2 separate regions of the Xenopus laevis genome follow, and region 2 is linked to region 1. A link is a contact called in public Hi-C data. All regions are on one chromosome and are shown on one strand. Each heading gives the region's core, a stretch centred on a gene start, on an enhancer-like site or on the middle of the called end of the contact. The rest is flanking DNA. Distances are from core to core; before and after follow the strand shown. Region 1 holds the start of cnih3.L (protein cornichon homolog 3). Region 2 overlaps dnah14.L (dynein heavy chain 14, axonemal).

Region 1 (3,784 bases), core at 242-2,741:
TAGAAACCAGCTGACATGGAAGATATTGTGGGAGCTGGCTTCTGCTTGCTTACTTTAGAAGTCAGAACCAGCAGTGAGCACAGAGAAGAACAGAGACAGACAGAAAGACACTGTTTTCAACAGCAATTAAATTTACAAACCATTAAACATAGCTTAAAATGGCATTTTTCTCTCATTTGGTTAAAAGAACAATAACACCAAAAAATGAAAGTGTTTTAAAGTAAAGAACATATAACGTACTGTTGCTCTGCACTGGTACAGCGCTGTATTTGCTTCAGAAACATGATTATAGTTAATATAGGCAAACTGATGTGTAGCTATGGGGGCAGCCTTTTAAGCTGTAAAAAGGAGAATCTGCAGGATACACAGCAGATAACAGATAAGATCTATAGTATACTATGGGATTATACAGAATGTATCAGTTATCTATTGGTAGCCTGTGCTTGAATGGCTGCCCCCATGGCTACACAGCAGCTTGTTTATATAAACTATAGTAGTACTAATCTGTTATCTACAGTATATCCTGTGCTTGAATGGTTACCCCCATGGCTACACAGCAGCTTTTTTTATATAAACTATAGTAGTACTTATCTGTTATCTACTGTGTATCCTGTGCTTGAATGGCTGCCCCCATGGCTACACAGCAGCTTGTTTATATAAACTATAGTAGTACTTATCTGTTATCTACTGTGTATCCTGTGCTTGAATGGCTGCCCCTATAGCTACACAGCAGCTTGTTTATATAAACTATAGTAGTACTTATCTGTTATCTACTGTGTATCCTGTGCTTGAATGGCTGCCCCTTGGCTACACAGCAGCTTGTTTATATAAACTATAGTAGTGTTTCTGAGCAAACAAACCAGTTTTACCAGTGCAGAGCAACAGTGCACTATATTGTCATTTCCTTTAATACACTTTTTGTTGGTGTTACTATTCCTTTAATTGTCTAAGATCACATACAGACATGGTTAGTGTACAGGTCAGGGGGGGGGGGCTTCCATCACAGAGGAAACTGATAACAAATATGCCTTTAAAAAGAAGGAAAGTTGAATATCAGAATTTCTTCTGAATCCATACGAGTCCCCAACAAGGCGCTGTTAGAATTGTTTTCCTTATACTCACCTACACAAGTCATTTTATCTCCCCTTTAAATGAAACCGAGAAAAGATATTTAAGAAATATTATTTGCCAATGAATTGTATAATACATTAAATCCTACACCAACAAATATCCCAGAAAGCAACACTCGCACATAATACATCAGATTGAAATGACTTGCTCCTTTCCCTTTATTTTTACAGGGATCCAAATCACACGTGTGTGTGTGGGGGGGTAAGTGTGTTAACCCTTTGCATGCTTGATCTGTATTATTGTTTGGGTGAAGCTCATCACAACAAAGAGACTGGTCTCGTTTCTCTTTCACTCACCTGTGGGTGTATGGGGGAGGGGGGAGGGTGAATGCATCTCCTAAAATATTGCAGCATCAATTAGCGCTAAGAGCAACATGAACTGACTGTACCCGGCGCTGTGCTTTAGCCAATAAATAAACACTTCCCTTGCTCTGCTGATAACATGCACAGTGACAGTGGGATACTGTTTTGGGATGTAGAACTGGCAGACTGTGCTGTACTGGCAGTGCGCTCGGCGCAAACAGTAGCGCTATCAGCTTGTTCTGAGAGTATCTGCGGAGATTCAGCACCAGCAGCGAGCGGACAGCTCCCTCCCCTCCCAGTCAGCTTGTGCGAGTAAAAGGCTGTGGATCTCCCAACTTCCAGGCTGCGCTTCATTCTCTCCTGTTCACAGCCGACCCCGATACTCAGCCCTGGGGTTCTACTCTGCTGTATTGGAACTACATGAATGTAAAAGAGCTGTCTACTCTGAAGCTAATCAATACCTCTCCCTGGAAATGGACAACTTAATCAGAACCTTGCCTGGGATGTATGGAGCCTAATCGATGGAAAAGCCAAACCTAATAACTCCTTTCCAAAGGAACTTCCAAGTTTGATCCCTACTACGTTCAAATGTTATGAATAATCTGTCCAAAACCACATAGTCTTGTGACTGCTCTGCCCAGGAACTATGAGGATTATCAGTCCCCTGTCCAGGAGTTACAAAATCTAACAAGTGCCATGTCCAGCTCAGGAGCTACAAAATCTCAGGAGTTCCATGTCCAACACAGGAGCTACCAAATCTCATGAGTGCCATGTCCAGTCCAGCTACCAAATCTGATGAGTGCTATGTCCAGTCCAAGAGCTACCAAATCTCAAGAGTGCCATGTCCAGCCTAGGAGCTACCACATCTGAGGAGTGCCATGTCCAGTCCAGCTACCAAATCTTATTAGTGCCATGTCCAGTCCAGGAGCTACCAAATCTAATGAGTACCATGTCCAGCCCAGAAGCTACCAAATCTGACTCATTTGCCCCATCAAGGAACTACAATGTGTTCAAGAAATATCAAGTCCATCAGTAACCTACCTAGGAACTAGTATCTGTGACCAGCACCCATACTGACCACAATACTGCCCTGAATCTTTCCTAATCATCGTGAGCTTAGGGGTCTTCAGTCTGGGAACTCAAAGAAGGGGTGTTTTTTTTCAAGTAAGGTGACCTGGAGCTGTTCAAGTGTAAATGAGCCGTCTGTGTTACTGTGTACAAAAGCTGGTTGTCCTGGAGCTTCACAAGTCATAGCAGGTAATAAGGCATCTGTCCAGTCAATGTCAGCTTCTCTCTTGCCCCCACCAATAAATCATGTGGGCATGTCATCTGAACTGAAGATCCCATTGGTAGGGATAAGCAACACATAAGGATATTGACATCTCCTCTCTCTTGAGTGGTGGTAAAGCAGGGAGCTGAAGACTGAGGTGCCCTCATGGAAAGGTCTATCTCACAGCTTCCAGGCACAGAAGTGACCTCCCCACCCTTACAATGAGCATAACAGTGAGTGAAGTCCTGGGGGGACAAAACTGGAGAATCCAAGATGATCTACACATATACCCCAGCTAATAGACACAACTGACTTATTCGCTCCTTGCTTGGATCTACTGTACTACATTTGGGATTGTCATGGCTTTTACATTTGCTGCCTTCTGCTACATGCTGTCCCTTGTGCTTTGTGCGGCTCTCATCTTCTTCGCAATATGGCATGTAAGTATAAAGGGGCAAAGAGAGGGATTTAGAGGGCAATGGTTCCTGATGCCCAATATGCAGTTCCTGGTAAGTAAAATTGGATGTGGCTTGGTATCTTTGGCATTAAATTAATACAGATATTGATGGTATATGAGTACAATTTGGGGGTTCTGATATCAGATTGGCATTGTTCTATTACTGGGGATATGTGGTAGGAGGATGCAGGAGTTTTTTTGGGGACACTGGCATTAACTGAGTATCATTCTGTTTCAGGCAGTGTGTGAGTAGGAATAAGCAAGAAGGGGTTATGAATCATGGGAATTGCAGTTCTACACACAATTAAGTATCACGGTTGGACAGCTTTGTACTAATTCCATGTAAATGGCAGTACAAGCTCTTGACACTGAAGACTTTGCATTGCAACAAGTGGCACATAACTGGTTGTGATATACAGTGAGACTTTGCTGCATTCCTTATTTCCCCCTTTTTTATACACTTTTTAAGAACTGTCTTTAGGTAAGAGCAAGCAGGGGCCACACAAAGCACAACTAGAATGCAGTAAAAATAGAAATTGTAATGGATTCCCCAAATCCATCACTTTTCAGGAGCAGTGCTCCAGTCCTAACAGTTTATGTCCAATCTGAAGCCTTTCACTGTTA
Region 2 (4,188 bases), core at 715-3,214, 130 kb after region 1:
CGGAACAAATAATAACATTTTATCATCTGCGAAACACTCTTCTGCTCCCCCAGAAGAATGTTAAATCTGATTATATAGTTGTCATGAGCTATTTCACTGGGTCCCTGTGATAAATCATCCTGTTTTACTGCTGACTTTCCAAATTGACCTCATTTTCTACCCAGACTGTTCATTTAGGGGAAAAATATATTGAATTCTTCCTATTAAAATGATAAAAACTGTGCGTATTGCTTCTAGACTAGACTATTATTTATAAGAAATCGGACAGTTGTTGTTGAAGCACAGTTCCCCATACAACTTTCAGATGACGTAGTTATGTATGGATTGACCTGAAACCAAAGAGATCAGGCTGAAAGATGTATATTTAAATTGGATTGGGTGCAGGCAAGCATGGACCACTGCCAAACACACAAATCCATCTTGCCCTGTGATTGCCACTTTTTGTTTTGCCTGCTATCGTTTCCTTCCTGCAGCTGCTTTGTGTCTCATAGTAGTTCTCTTCATTTTCAGCAAAGATATGTAGATCAGAAAACTCTAGACTTTTGCTCCTAAACCCCAAGCCTAATATTTCATGGGGAAAGGTGCAAATCCTAGACCCTACATTTGATGGGGCAATATAAACCAGAAGTTTCATGCAGTCAATTTCGGACTGAGTTTCTGGGACCCACCAGGAAGCCTTGGGGTCTAGTGCTCTCTTCAATCTTTTTCTCATTTCATTTGGACTTTCTATTATGTATGTATGTATGTATATTTTTATTTGTAAAGCGCTCCTTGAGGGCAAAGCACTGTACAACAAAACAATAAAATAGTAGTAACAAACAAGGGGTCATTGGAATAAAAAGTAACAATAAGTGCATTATTAGAATACAATTCACAAAAATATAAAATATAATTACAATGCATATTAAGTGCTCAGTGTCAAGGAAACAAAAGGCTAGAGGACCCTACCCCGTAGGGCTTACAGTCAAAATTATAATTTTGCATTCTCCCAGTTGTAGTAGTTCTCTACATTTTTAGCACTAAAGACAGGTATGTAGATCAGACACCTCTAGACTTCGGCTTCTAAACCTCCAAGACTAAAATAATGATAGACATTACTTTCATAGGGAAAGGTGCAAATCCTAGACCCTACATTTTATGGGGCATTATAAACCAGAAGTTTCATGCAGTCAATTTCGGACGGAGTTTCTGGAGTACACCAGGAAGCTTTGGGGTCTAGTTTTCTCTTCATTCATTTTATCATTTTATTTGGACTTCCTATTATCATTTTACATTCTCTCAGTTGGCTTGTAGGAATGCAAATTGTCATTCCCTAGTCTTGATCATTTCTATTTTCCCCCCACAGGAGAATCTGGTGTTGGGAAATCTGCACTAATCCAGAACATGTTCCAGAGGATCCGGAAGCCTGGTGGCCTTGCAGGAAATGCCGGCACTGTACTCGGAGATGTATTTTTATTCAATGAATCTAGAAAAATAAGGTATTGCTTGCTGGCAGTTCAGCATAAGCACTTCCCAGGCTCTGTCAATGTATTCAATGTTGCTTTTTGCAATTGCGATTACACAGTAATGAGATGCATTTATGATTCCAATCTGAGTGGTTTTGTATAACCACTGCATGTACTTAACAGGGCTAGAGGCGTATGATTGATTTCTCTGCAATATTCTCTATGTGAGGAATATATTAGGGAGATAAAATGACAGCAGGGATTTTTAATGCTTCCATGAACAGTAGATTGGTAACGGGAAAGATAAGGGATTTTTATAGGCTATAGCTTGTAACGTTTATAATAATTTGCTATTCTCTGTCTCTTTACTCGTGGCTGCCCTGCTAGTCGAGAGGATCGCAGTAGAGGAGAGATAGCCCTGGGATTGAAAGATAACATTTGGTTTAGGTGCCCATCCTGGTTGGTATAGTACCAGGTTGACCAGCAAAATCATACTAGATACCAGTGTTAGTAACAAGAAAGGAAGGTAATAAAGATACAGAACTGATATTTCTGCCTTTAAAGGGCATGTAAAGGCAAAAAAATAAAATCCCTTTTTTACTTTTTTTAATGAAAAAGAAACCTATCTCCAATATACTTTAATTAAAAAAATGTGTATCGTTTTCATTAGAAACCTGACTGTATGCAGTGAAATTCTCCCTTCATTTACTGCTGTGGATAGGAATTGTCAGACAGTTCATAACTGCTCTGCAGGAAAACAATCATACTTATGAACAGCAGGGGGAGCCCTCGCCATGCAGAACTCAAGCAGCTTTGTTTGTTTGCCTGTAGAGCTGTCGGCAACTGTGTAGAGATTTGTATTGGATTTTATTTTTTGACTTTATATCCCCTTTACTGTTCCAACAGATAAACTGGGATTCTATTTGAAAGATTATTTTGCTGCAGCCACTGGTTCTGCAGAGTTGGAGAAAGTTTGTATAAAACAATACAAAAACTATAAAATCCACATTAGATTACATGACAACACAGGACCCAGTGCCGTCTGTATATTCTGATTATTAATCAGTCTTGCTGTATCGGCTTCTGGCAGATATTATTTGACTTGTGCTTTTTAGATAATGTATGGTGATCGCTAAGCAGCCCAGACCACAATGAGCATGTGCACAGTCTTGTTCTTGCAAAGATGTTTAATAAAGTTACAAGATGGTGACCCCCTGTGGCCAATTTTGAAAGCATAAATCATTAGTTATTTGTTGATTAGGCTTGTGGTGCAGTAAGTTCATGTTTATGTTTAGTATACAAAATACAGCATTTCTAGCCTTATTCTATTTTAGATTTTAGTTGCCCTTTAAATGGGGCCACATCCATTTTACATTGCTAGGTTGGCCTTCCTCTCCATGCTGTGTATGACTCAGTGATTGCCACCCCTACAGCTACACCAAACCAATTTTCACCTCTCATTTTCCTTTCAGTCTCATGCACAGCATAAACTCTCTAACAGCTGGATCAGTAAGGGACGACAGCTTGTCTGGGACTGCCGAAGACTTTGGTACGACGCCAGCTCTTCTATAATCATTTATGATACATACGTTCATACATAAATACTTTTATAAGGGAACAGGGTTTGTACAACTAGTTTGCTGCGGCCCTAAGTGCCAGTTAGTTGTGTTAAAAAGGGTTCTCTACAATTGTATTCCTTCATAAGCAGCATTTTAATATCTGAAATGGAATCTTGCATTTTGTCAGCTATGCATATGGTAGGGGCACTCATAATACTTAATGTATATTCATGTTGCAAATGTACTATGTGTACAAATCTGTTACAGAATCACACATACCTCTATAGAATATATAGAAAGAACCAAACACTTTATCACTATATTTATTCCTCTTTTGGCTTAGATGGGTCGCTGATTGGAGCTGAGGGCTGGATATCTGCCAGGGAACAAGGGTACCTAAGAACAAGCCAGCTAATTGTTTCAACAGTGCAATTAGGAGCCCATACAACGTCTGCCAGACTTCAGGCCCAAATTCAGAATAATTTAATGAAAAAAAGTCGGGGTACACTAGGAGCTCCTAAACACAAAAAGGTAAGGGAAACATTATGTCCGGGTGTGGGAAATGATTCATTTAGTGCACTTGCTAGTCACTCAGTAAAATGCTAATAAAAATGGTAAAAACTCATCTATGATTTGTCAAAAAGCCAAGGATACATAGGGCTGATGTAACTAATAGGGGGTATGTAATGAGTTACTGTACTGTGCATCAAAGTTGGTAGGGCATGGGTTGACTCACATTGCTAAAGGATTCAATAGGTTTAATGTGATTGGCTGTATCTAAGTAACACTTGGCATATCGGTAGAGATCCACCCTTTTGGCAACATACATGCTGCCCCAAATCAGGCTGATCTAATATTTGGCCCCTAGGCCAAAAACTGGGGACTGCATAAATGGGACAATCTAGTTCTTGCCCAATGGCATTCTATAAACTTGCTCAGTAGATACCTGGATGCTTTCAGTTCTTTTTTTTTATTAAAAGTGAAAGCACAATAACAGAACATGGATTTTATAAGGCAATTACTTCAAAGGATGCAATTTTCAGGACCATTTCAAACACAAGGCTAATTGACATTTTGATGATAGCCTAGGAAAGAGAGGGAAGTTATTTTATGTACCCAGTTCTCATTAGAATCATATTCCTAGTGATACTATTTGTAGCACAGGTATGGCATCCATTATCCAG

What was found. A called contact is a pair of places that touch in the nucleus more often than the background predicts.
Region 2: a contact with region 1 is called in a Hi-C map of the XL177 cell line, with 2.6 times the contacts expected there. The contact joins the enhancer-like site here to the promoter of cnih3.L in region 1. A contact is called at or near these places in 2 of 4 Hi-C or Micro-C datasets (the XL177 cell line and the XTC cell line).

Annotation. Positions count from the first base shown.
Region 1 is chr5L:17,374,647-17,378,430 of Xenopus_laevis_v10.1, forward strand. It overlaps cnih3.L (protein cornichon homolog 3), which reads left to right and starts at 1,492. Exons shown (of 6, transcript XM_018262649.2): 1 at 1,492-3,143. The coding sequence starts at 3,063.
Region 2 is chr5L:17,504,182-17,508,369 of Xenopus_laevis_v10.1, forward strand. dnah14.L (dynein heavy chain 14, axonemal) reads left to right here. Exons shown (of 86, transcript XM_018262651.2): 46 at 1,346-1,478; 47 at 2,918-2,994; 48 at 3,348-3,535. Among protein-coding and RNA genes, the nearest start is that of lbr.L, 91 kb to the right of the region's middle. Within about 2 kb of position 1,965, at least 1 of the 7 cell types and tissues checked has an H3K27ac peak or open chromatin away from gene starts, as enhancers often do.